3 separate regions of the Mus musculus genome follow, and regions 1 and 3 are each linked to region 2. Evidence: chromatin contacts called from public Hi-C and HiChIP or PLAC-seq data. All regions are on one chromosome and are shown on one strand. Each heading gives the region's core, a stretch centred on a gene start, on an enhancer-like site or on the middle of the called end of the contact. The rest is flanking DNA. Distances are from core to core; before and after follow the strand shown.

What was found. Hi-C and Micro-C count contacts between places; a contact is called where the count stands out from the background. HiChIP or PLAC-seq counts read pairs in DNA pulled down with a chosen protein or histone mark.
Region 1: a contact with region 2 is called in a FOXA1 HiChIP or PLAC-seq map of pancreatic cancer cells. The contact joins two enhancer-like sites.
Region 3: a contact with region 2 is called in a Hi-C map of bone marrow-derived macrophages, with 34 read pairs. The contact joins two enhancer-like sites. A contact is called at or near these places in 1 of 15 datasets of contacts at CTCF or cohesin (the NIH/3T3 cell line), 2 of 484 Hi-C or Micro-C datasets (bone marrow-derived macrophages and uterus), 7 of 115 datasets of contacts at active chromatin or transcription factors (differentiating embryonic stem cells, embryonic stem cells, epiblast stem cells and 1 more) and 3 of 9 other capture datasets (adipose tissue, liver and pancreatic islet).

Annotation. Positions count from the first base shown.
Region 1 is chr11:119,968,448-119,972,332 of GRCm38.p6, reverse strand. The region is part of intron 3 of Baiap2 (brain-specific angiogenesis inhibitor 1-associated protein 2); the gene reads right to left. Among named protein-coding and RNA genes, the nearest start is that of Gm11767, 27 kb to the right of the region's middle. Within about 2 kb of position 2,057, at least 36 of the 459 cell types and tissues checked have an H3K27ac peak or open chromatin away from gene starts, as enhancers often do. A contact at or near this core is called in pancreatic cancer cells, where this site is marked.
Region 2 is chr11:119,794,553-119,798,293 of GRCm38.p6, reverse strand. The region is part of intron 7 of Rptor (regulatory associated protein of MTOR, complex 1); the gene reads right to left. Among named protein-coding and RNA genes, the nearest start is that of Rptoros, 38 kb to the left of the region's middle. Within about 2 kb of position 1,688, at least 79 of the 459 cell types and tissues checked have an H3K27ac peak or open chromatin away from gene starts, as enhancers often do. A contact at or near this core is called in bone marrow-derived macrophages and pancreatic cancer cells, where this site is marked.
Region 3 is chr11:119,638,251-119,642,162 of GRCm38.p6, reverse strand. The region is part of intron 1 of Rptor (regulatory associated protein of MTOR, complex 1); the gene reads right to left. Among named protein-coding and RNA genes, the nearest start is that of Rptor, 37 kb to the right of the region's middle. Within about 2 kb of position 1,997, at least 16 of the 459 cell types and tissues checked have an H3K27ac peak or open chromatin away from gene starts, as enhancers often do. A contact at or near this core is called in bone marrow-derived macrophages, where this site is marked.

The DNA.
Region 1 (3,885 bases), core at 808-3,307, 170 kb before region 2:
AAACAGTTCGGCAGGTAAAGATGCTGGCTGCCGTCAAGCCTGACAAACTGAGTTTGATTCTGTACCATACGGTACAAGGAGATACAACTCTGGCAAGTTGTCCTCTGACACAACTCCATCACCACCATAAGCACAAATATAATTAAAAATATAATAAAATAATTAAAACATCCAGTCTTACTCCTCCCTCCCCCAGAAACTAGAGTGTTCTTATAATGTGCAGATGACAAGATGCTGAAGGGAAGAGAGAACCTGAGAGACTGAAGGTGGCAGAAAACTGGAGTGTAGACCTTGCCTGGGCTCAGTGCACTGAGCAGCCTCCTGCAGATATGCTGAGGCAGGAAAAGACCAGACTCCACCCAAGGCCCTTCAGGCCCCAGGTGAACCCCAGGTGAAGGGCCCCTGATCCAACATGGAGAGGATGACATTTTCATAGATCTGAGCTTGAAAGGGGGAACATCTGGCCAGTTAGATGGCTCTATGGGTAAAAGCACTTGCTACTCAGCACAGTGACCTAAGTTTAACCCCCAGAGCCCATATAGAGCTCCATTGCGGAAACGGGTGGCCTGCATAATAGACCTCAACTACAGGGTTCATAGGAAAGGGCTACAGCCCCTGACAGCAGGTGTCCAAGCAATGCCTGGTTGCCAGAGTTACTAGGACTAGGTCTCCCAACGCTGGGAAGGCCCAGCTGAGCAAGGGCTAAATGCTGCTTGTCCCCATTACTATAGGCACAGCATCCCCTGCTGAGAGCCGTTGCTCAGACAGCCCCATCTTCTGAGCAGCAAGGGTGAGCGAAGCATGAAAAAAATAAATAAGAGAAAAGAGCCCCCAGGGTCTCTGAGTAGTAGGTCCCTGGTGGTCTCCTCACAGAGACAGAGGGCGCACTGCCCTCTGAGATTCTTCCACCAGGTGCCAGGATGGGTGTGGTGGCAAACCTGCAGGGGTCCCAGCCAGACCCCAAGTCATGCTCATGCAGCCAAAGATCAGTGCATAGTCCTGTGTCCTAGATCTCAGTGGGTTCCCTGGGCATTTTGTGGAGAAGCCAGCTGGCAGGAATAAGGGTCCAGGAGAACTAAGTTTGCTTTACATACCATCAGGGACTCTGCTCCTGGACCCTCCAAAGTAAGAAAGGAAAACACACACACACACACACACACACACACACACACACACACACACCACCAGAGGTGCCAGTCAGTCAAACCCTTGCAGGTTCAGGAAACTGGATCCAGCGGCCACAGGACCCCATGTGAGCCCCAATTTTAAGCAGCATCTGAAGACCATCCCAGAAGGACACATTAATAAGCACAGCTGTAACGTGGCCACTGTGTTCTCTGCTGGAAGAGAGACAGGCTTCCCTCAGACCATGGGAGTGGCTGAAATGCTCCATATGCAAAGTCTTAGAGGGTGGCAGACAGGGACTGCTTCTCTGTAGTCAGCAGCCCAGGTGGAGTTGCAGGGTCTGGAGAGGAGGCACCTGCATCCCCTGTGTGATTGGAGATGCTATAGCTTCCTAGAGGTCAGTTTGCCCCCAGAGCACAGTAGGAGCCTAACAGTAGGAGCCCTGTGCTACTGGCTTGTCAACAGTGGGTGCTCGACTGCTGAGCACCCCAGTCATTCTGAGAGGAGGCAGAACTGCCATCCTCTCCGCAGTAGCAGAGGGGCTCTATGCCAAGGGGTCAGCTGCTCAAACCTGGCTGGAAGCACACATTACCTTCCAGAGCCTTCTGAAGCAAATATCCATAATGCTCAATTATTCTGGTGGCTTCTAGAGCGGAAAGGCACCTCTGAGAGCTAATTAGCATACGCCTGAACAAGGCCCGAATATAGAGCTCTCATTAGGTGAAGACAGACAGCTGAGGGGGCTGCCAGGGCACCGTGCTGTTAAAACCACCGGGAGGCAAGAGGGGCGGACAGGAGGTGAGACAGTCAAACCCTCCCTAACCTCCCCCCCTCCCCACTGGACAGTTACCAATCCTGCCTTCTCTCAGCTACTCTCCACACACTGGTTCCTCAGACGCTCTTCGCCCATCTATGGGAAAGCCAGAGTGGAATGCGGCCAAGGGGTGACCAAGAGAAAAATCAATGGCTGTGTTGCCATGGTGATAGCGGTAGACAGCAGAGCTTATAGTCATGTTGTTCTGAAACAGAACAAGTCCAAAAGCCACCTCAATGTCCATGTTGTGACAACAGTTGTACCATGGATACTAGGGACTCTGAGGAAAGTAGGGAGAGGCAGGGCCAAGTTCAGGCTGGCATCCAATGTCACCACTGTCCTGAGTCACTGACCACTATTTCCATCTTGCCTGCTCAGGTTCCTGGACCAGTGTCATCCAGGGGACTGCTCCTATCTGAGGATTTTCAGGCACCTTAGTCAGTTGTGGACCACATGTCTTCGAGTCATTGTACAGAGGCAGCTGCTGCACAGGTCCCACTGTGGCAAAGAGACAAAGATGTTGGGACAAGACCTAATGTCCTCCCCATATAGGTGAGCAGTCAGAATCTTCCGAGGGAACAGGCTCTCGGGGCCACTCCCTGCCCTTGTCCACTAGAGATCATCTCAGTGAGACCTGCTGGTCCTCAGTCCTGTCTGACTCTTCTTCTACCTGGTGTCTGTAAGGAGACTCAGGTCTGACTGGAGAAGGAAGTGACCATGTCCCCACTCCCATCCATGGCGCCTAAGCTCCTTTGGTAAAGCAAACTTGACCCTTTGTGTGAGAAGCCAAGCTCCTGCCCACAGTGGACACATAGAGTCCACTATCTTCTTTCTGGGTAAATTTACCCCTTAAAATCAGCCGATCCGAGGGAACAAGCATACCTCAAAGGCTGGTTAGCAATGTTGCTTTGTCAGCCTGGTACAGCATCAACTCTGAGTCCTGAGCAAGCGTCACAGGGTAGGAAGCCCGACAGGGACAGGCGCCCAGGCCATCAGCACTTTCACATGCTCAGCAGCACCAAGACCTCAGAACTCTAGTGTCTAAGCAGAAAGAAGTACTACTGATGTGGAAGACACCAGCAACTCGAGCCGAAGTCCATTCTGGGATCCAGCTACCCTGGGGATTTGACAAAAGTTCCAGCAGACAGACAGACGGGGGGTGAAAGGTGGATGGGCAGCTCAGAACCTTCCTGAGGGCTGCTGTCCCACAGACCAGCGCCTGTCTGATGACTGGGCTCCAGTCTGCCTTTCATCTCTTCAGCATTCACTGTCCTCTGACACTTCAGAGACGCGTCTAGCATTCCTAGACATTGTGTGGATGTGGGACTGTCTATGCCATACTCACTTCAGCTCGCAGGCTATCCAGGACATGTCTGAGCCCATTCTTCAGTGATACACTACTTTCATGAGACTCCAGGTCAGGAATCAAGTGTTTCCAATATAAAACTTATACCAAGGATGATGTAACACAAGCCCAGAGTTGTTAAAAGATTTCAGTTATTAAAAAGATAGGACCTGTTACTGTTAGTTAAAACTCGTTTTTAGATTTATTTTATATATACACAAGTGTTTTGTCTGCATGTGGATATGTGTACCAGTCAGGCCCACAGCTGGTTGTGAGCTAATATGGATTCTAGAAGCTGATCCCAGGTTAACTGCTTAGCCATCACTCCAGCCCATTTTTTAGTTTTTTCACACAGAATCTCATGTAGCCTTGGGCTATATAATCATACTGTCTGGGCTCCCCCAGTGCTGGGATCACAGGTTTGAGCCAAACCTGCTGCTTCCTCCTTTAGGACCGTTTTGTGGTTCATTTCTTTGATTTTGTTTTTGGGAGTACTTGAAACTAAGTCTCAAAGCCAAGTGATTTCAGGGGTCCCTGGTTTGAGGCCACCTCAACTTCCCTCCTGTATACATGCCAAAATGCACATGATCTAACCCCTGTG
Region 2 (3,741 bases), core at 439-2,938:
ATGAGAAGCACACAGCATGTGCATGCATGAAAGGCCAGGCAGTGCAGAGACTGCAGACACTCAAGGGAGAGACTGGGGAGGGAGTGGCCACTTCCACGACGGAAAGGGAGGTGAAGGAAAGCTGTGTTGAGTGCTAACCCAGGAGAAGGCTCTGCATCCTGACAGGGCAGAGCATCCATGTCTGTGGCAAGCATATGTCCATTGGAGACCAGAGTAGTTCAAAGCCCTAAGGTGTGGGCATGCTTCTTTCTGCTCTGCAGCAAGCTTAATTTTACCCACTAGGTAGCACGTTTAATTATATCTGACTAGAAACTCTTTCTTCCTCCCAGAAGGAAAATCTTCACAGTGATTTGGTTTAGAGACTAGAGTGTGATTTGCTATTTATAAGGTGGAACAGATTAATAATTCCCATTATAGTCACCTAGTTGATGGTATTGTCAGTAAGAACAACTCAAAGACAAAGACTCAGGAACAGAGGGGAGCAGGGCCAGGCTACCTACCTAACACAGCTACACTGAGTAAGCTCGTTCTTGTTAAGAATTCCATTTGGTTTAGAAACAAAAATATGTCCTTATATTCAAGGTGGTTTAGTGATAGGAGAGAAAAGGGTGTGTGGGAGAGGGGGTAAACGACACATGACATTTACATCAGGTTTATTTCCAAAGGCTGGCATGCTATCACACAGCCTAGTGCTGAGCATGTATGGGGACCATTACGTACCTTACTACTAAAGAGAAAGCAAGGCCCAGGGAGGAACTCGGCATGGGGTGTTGGGGACTGGCTTGCCCTTCCACTGAGCATGGGGTTGTCCTTACTGCTCTTTACCGTGGAGACCACCACATGGAGGTGTGCGTGTATGGGGCTGGTGCCTTGTGCACTGGGCAGTGTTTTGGGGAGAGGTACAGGGCCTCTAAGAACCAGAGCCTGAGCATGGTCTGCCTCCAGACCTAGACTGTTAACAGGAAGAGCCCACATGCCTGGAGTCAAGTGAAGTCACCACAGATCACCTTGTTTTCTCAGGGACAGTCTCTGGGAATGTGAACCAAAGCTGTCTTCTCGGCAGTGAGAAGTGGGCTGGCAAGATTCTCTACCCTAGCCTCGGTCCCCGACAGCCACTGTGAGCAGAGCATGTGTTGTCTGGGTTAGGATCCCACAGCAACCTGAACCCCCCACCCCCAACCACCAATTTCCCCCGAGATTGTCATGAGGACATAGGCAAAGAATCTGCCCAGTTGCTGCAGACAGATCAGTCATGTTGACTGACTGAGTACCTGTCTAGTGGGCGAGCAGTGATGTGGCTGCTGGCTCGTCTGCAGACAGGTCCTTTTTGGGATGACGAAGGTAGAAGTGAGCCTACTCCTCACTTTGGAGCTGTGGCTTCTGTGCCTGGGAAACTGGGAGCCTATCTTGGATCATCACAGGCTACAGTAGGACCCAGAGGGATCCAACCTGAGACCTCACCCCATTCAGGAAGCTTCTCTAGGCCCTACAAAGTCCACTGACAAGCACAGGGGCTCTTTTAAAATTTAACTCCTCAGTGCTAACCAAGGACAAACTTAATGTGGAAAATGATCACAGGATTGAAAGATGAGAAGCCAAATTCTAGTCCCAGCTGTGCTGTGGCTGGGCAACTTCTGCATCCTGTGTCTCGGCTCTGAGTCACAAAAACTAACCTTATGTGTGACACACACGGGACTAAAATAAAACAGGTCACACTTGCACAGCAGATGCCGTGGCAGCCAGATACCTCCTTGGCAGGGGCATGCCGCCTCCTCAGCTCTCCCTCCCTCCTTCCCCTCCCGCTGTTGCTGTCGGCACGAGGGCTTATTCCCATCTTGTTCCCATCTTCCCACAGACACTGCTCCCTGCAGCTCTCTGTTTCCTGCCAGGGCTCATCTTCCTTGACTTCAACACCCAGGCTATCGCTGCTGACTACCAACTGCCACAGAGTGACCACTTTTAAATGTCTCCACTGCTGTGCACATGATAACTTCAGGGTGGGGCAACTTCTGGAATGGCCATCTGGCATCATCTTGGGCCATACTCTCTTCATCCCGAGCGCACCCCCCCCCCCGCCCCCCCGGCCCTTGTCATGACCTCTGCAGTCATTCAGCAAGACTGTCCATTTCCCTTCTTCACCTAGTTGACAGACAGGCCTTGTTACAACAGTGGTCATCCAAACCTCAGTGAGAAGACATTTCTTGTTCTATGCATTCATTCCTATGAGCAACACACCAATCTGTGTCTCACTAGCATAGCCTTCCCCACCTAATCCTCACATGGGGCTGCACAAAGCTAGCCTGTACAAAAACCTATTGTTCAGCTGGGTACTGACACTCAGACCAGTTGTGACAGGCTGACTACTGACTGGAGACTACGGCCATGTGTGCCACTGCACACGGGCCACCTCCCAGGAAGGTATTCTCTTCATTCTCACAAAGTGGGGCTGGAGGCCTTGGGGGAAAGTGGAGAACAACTGGACACATTTGGCCTACCATCTGCCTCACAAGGTACTGAGGACTAGGAATAACTGGACCAGGGCTGCAGGAGGTAGGCTTACAGCAAGCTGATGATGCCCAAGTCTTGTTGACCCACATGAACCAGAGCTCCTCCTGTGCTTGCTCTCTCCTTCACAGCTAGAAAACCACAGGGCAGCCAACAGCAAAGCAAGTTTCCCCACTGCTCAGACTTGAGTGTCTCCACTTAGAATCTCTAAGGACTGCTAGGCATCTGTAGCAAGATGAGCAGGAGAAGAGCAGGCTGAGCATGTCCCAGCTAGACCTGGGCACACGACACAGGGGGGAACATCCAGGCCTCTGAGGCACAGAATAAAGACTTCTGAAAACAGAAGATTCCCTTCTGGGCCTCGAAACCATTACTAACCGAGCAAGCTGAGGGCTGAGTGTGTTTGACCTGTTACCACTCTCCATCCATTCTTCTCCTGGCTGGCCCAGAGTCACATCACAGTGCTGGAGACGTCAGAGCTGGCCTCTGTCTGTCTGCTTATGCTGCCCACGCTCCTTCGTGGGTCAGAGACTCTGGCTCCCCTGGGGCCAGGTCCCACTCAGTGTAGCAGGATCTCCATCTATTCTGTGTAGCTCAAGATGCCCTGGGCCTGACAGCTTAGTGAAGCTCCTGCATAACCTTCAAATCTTTAACAACATTCACCTCTGAGGAGCTCAGGCATTCCTCGAAGCCCTTGCTTGTGTTCTTTTTATTACTTATTCACCATTGCTCCTCTATGCTAATCTCCTCTGTAACTAGATAATAAATTCCTATGGGCAATGGCTTTCGTTCCTCGATATGTATCAATCTTCTTATAGTTTTTGGCAGAGTGCTGAGCACACTGCATAATCTCAGCAGCCCACAAACCTGAGTCACAGAACTTCTACTTGAAAACAGCGGCAACTCCCACTCATTGCTAAGACTCCCCATCGCCCAGTGGATAGAATCCTAACTCTTTATGGCAGCTGGCAGCTGTGCACGGGGACAGGAAAGGAGTCAGTTTAAACGCTATTCTTCAGCTGTGTCCTCAGGGTCTTTCTCAGCTCTTGAAGTGAGCAAGGTGGAAGAAAGGGAACCTGGCCATCCCAAGAGTGCTGCAGTGACTAGGCAAGACAGAAAAAGATTCTAGCTTGCCTGTGTGTCCACCTGTGATAATTAGCTGTAGCTGTCAACTTGCCATACACAGATTCACCGGAGTTGTACTGAGGAATTAACTGCCCAGATCTGGTTGGCCCG
Region 3 (3,912 bases), core at 748-3,247, 160 kb after region 2:
TCGCTCATGCACTGCTGCTTCACAGAACTCCATGGCTTGGCCTCCTCTTCCCTTGTCACCGTCCCTCTGCACTCACGTATCCTGCTGACAACTCCCAAACAAGAGCAAGCTTCTTGCCTTCATGCTGCCTGAGACACTGTTCACCATCTGCCTCACTGCTTCCTGACACCTGAATCAAGCCCAGTCACCTGCCCCATGCGTGGCCTATTCTTGCAATGCAAGGATGCTACAGAAAGATGGCACACTGTGGTACCCAGCCTGGACTCCATGACACTCATGTGCTGGTATAAAACCTGCTCTCCAGAGACTGTGACAAACACAGGCACACAAGAGCAACAACACTGTCTCCAGGAGGGCTGCAACTCAAGTCGGAGAAGCCTTGGTATCCCACGCACATGCCTAGGAAGAAAAGCTACTGTGCTAGGCAGGACATCCTGCACTGTGCCCACATCTTAGGCTGTGTGACACCCACTCTGATGGCCAGAAAGGAAGCAATGACTCTTGCAACTCTGTAACATCTGTAAATGTTCTAGAACTGCAGCATGAGAAACTAAAGCCAGAGAGATACAAGCGTGTTCCCCACACTGGCCAGAATGATGGAATAAAGTAAAACTCTACCTTATCCTGCAGGTCCATCTAAGATCCCACTGTGAGAATCAATTTCACTCTCTTCAGAACAGCTTCATGACCTCAAGATCCAAAGCAATGGAGAATATACAGGGGAGGGTGGCTGAAAATATGAAATATGAAATACTAAAGTAGTGCCTGGTTGACAGTGGTGACAAAGCTGACTGCACTGAAGCATCAGGTGTTTGTTTATACAGGACCAAGACAAACACACTTAAGATAGAGAGCATTGATTGCATCGCCAGCTCACTGTTTATATACCACCAGCTTACTATGGTCCATACTTAAAAAGGAAGAAAAAGAAAAAACGAAAGACAAAATCCATAGGGAAAAGAACAAAACACAAACAGGTGATTCCCCAAGAAGAAAGCTCAAGTGGGCAGCATCCACAAGGCCTGCCTGAAAGATCGCATGCAGCTCAAGGGATAAGAAGAGCTTTCCGTGCAGCCTCAAGGACCGGCAGGTACAGGGGCGCCCGAGGGCTGGAGCTTTCTGGACATGGAGCAGCTACCGATGCCTCGGGCGAAATTTCGTCAGCAACAGTTTGGCCTAGAAGAGTCCACACTGCACAGCTCCATTCCAGGAACAGCAACCACATACTGAGAGCCTATCTGCAAAGGTGCAGCTGCTCGGTGCAATGGTTCCTGAGAAAATAAACGTGCACCCGCAGGCCAGGCTACTGCACTTCCTAACAAAGAAATGAAAACTAACATTCAGAGAAAAAAGTACATAAGTGCTCGCAGCAGCTTTATTCATGACTGAAGCAACCCAAATGTCCTTCGGTGAATAAGCAGTTACACAACGGCAGTTTCATCTACGCCACAGACAATACTTGGCAATAAGAGGGACAAATGATGTGCAATGTGGATGAAACTCTGGGGAATTCAAGAGTGAAAAAGCCAACTGCAAAAAGTGAGATGCTACACCGCTCAGCTACACAACATTCTTGAAATGACAAACGACCCATGCCTGCCCAGCTGAGAAGCGTGTGCAACTGAGAACAAAGAGGGCTCTGGAGTGGATTGCCAATGTCTGTGTCAAGACCAGGGCTGTGACGCTATGGGACAGCTTTTGGCTTAAGGCTTTGGTTTGAGATGGTCTCATTGTATAGTTCACATTGGCCTGAATTCCCAATCTTCCTGCCTCGGCCCCATCAGTGCTGAGCTGCCCCCATAGCTGCTGCCACACTAGCTTCCCAGTCGAGAAGAAAGGTGCACAGGGTTTTCACTGTTGGTTAAACTGTATGACTCTCTAGCCATCTTAAATAAAAAGCTTATTTTAAAATAGAGAAGTGGTTGATCTTTCCTATTTGCATAGCTGTAAACTGAAGCATGATTAGTGACTAAGCCTGTGCCCAGTGACAACTTAGTGATGAGTGACAACTCCCAACACCAGAGCTCTGGCAGCATCAGTGAAATAGGGACCAAACTACAAGACACATTAACCACCGTCGGTAAAACATCACTCACTTCTTTTAAAGTCACTAGGCCGGGTACGGGAGAGTGTGATACCAGCACTGGGGGGAATGAGGCAAAATGGTCACAAATTTAGTTAATGTTATAAGACTCCTTTAAAAGAAGAAGAAAGGAGGAGGAGGAAGAGGAGGAAGAGGAGGAGGAAAAGGAAGAAGAGGAGGAGGAGGAAGAGGAGGAAGAGGAGGAGGAGGAGGAAGAAGAAGAAGAAGACAACGACGACGACAACGACCACCACCCTGCTCAACTGGTGTTTTGCTTAGCACCCACCTAAGAATGGATCACAACAGGAACAAGTTAGGAAACTTGAGAAGTCACAATGAGCCAGTTTAACACATCTCTGAAACTATCCCTAACCTAATGGTGACATTTCTGTTGCAGTGGGCAGCACACAGTCAGGCATCAAGAATCTGTCAACCCCACAGGCTTTTATTCTGCAGCCACAAAATTGTGTCATCAGCAGCCCAGCTCCTGGGGCAATTTTCTGCTTCTTTGCCTCTTCCATTCAAAGACTAGCTCATTATTTTGTTTAATGACTATTATCTAAATTTATGAAGACTGAGAAAATTACTTTAACTACTTTTGTAATGCAAATATATTTTATAGGTTCTTAATATTTAATTACAATTCATTGGTGCTCTCACTAAAGCAACTCCCAGGCAGCATTTAGTGTCGACACAGAACATCAGCTAGGGAAGTTCGGTTCTAGCCCATTACTTCACACAAAATTCTAAAGAATTCTAAAGTTTTTTCTTCCCCAATATATCTGCTACTTCTCTCAGTGAGAACAACTTAGCACACATCCGTGCGAGCTAGTGCGACTGTCTGACGGGGTGACACACATTTGCTGACTCCTCTGTGCCTTAGAGTGAGACAGCAATGCATATGGAAGTCAGTCAGGCGCTACCTGGAGCCAACGTGAACCACCCACTGCAGCTGCAGTGGCTTCTGGAAAGCTCCCTCCCCTACAGGAAGGTTGGCTCACCAAGCCCCAACTACATACAACACAGACATGCTGAACCCCCTTGCCTGCCTTCTGTAGCCAAGAGTTCTGGTACAAGCCAGGCAGAGATGTACCCATGACAAGCACCCAGCTAAGTCTCTAAGGAACCTTTTAGGGTGACCCCACTTCATGTGTGTGGCCCTAACTTACTGCTGGGAAGCTTTGAGCCGTTCTAGGTGACTACACGGGAAGAGCACCCTAGGAAGTTCATGGCTGACTTGCTGCATGACCTCACCATACACACCTGGTCCCCAGGCTGGTTTTATCCACCATCCTCTCACTAACAGTAAACCAGCCCACTGTGTCTTTAGGGAATCATCAAATCGAGGAATAAAGGGCTGAGAGGTCTTAGAAACTTGGATCCAACACCATAACTGTACAACAAGCAATAATCAACTTCCTCACCATCGCTCCTAAAACTCTTCAAAAGAGGCAGCAGCCCCAGCAATTACCAGCTTCCCACTCAGTGCACGTTAACGCTGATTACAAAGCACACCTGCCGCTAGATCTGACGCTCTGGGTAATGCACAGCTGTAGGACTACTCCTCATCTACTTCAATGTCTCCTTGATAGGTTTCTCTTGGCTTGACAAGAAGACAAATTAGATTTTAAATTATTTTCAATTTTACTCAACAGAGTCCATAGGTCAGATGGTCTGGGTAAAAGTGAAAGTATTCTTGTGGAATGAGATGTTTTCATGACAGGGAACGCAGTGACTATAGAGCTGGGGATGCAGTCTAGCTGGTAGAGTTAGTACGTACGAAACCTTGGGCTCAACCCCCAGCATCACACCCAAACCTGGTGTCACAC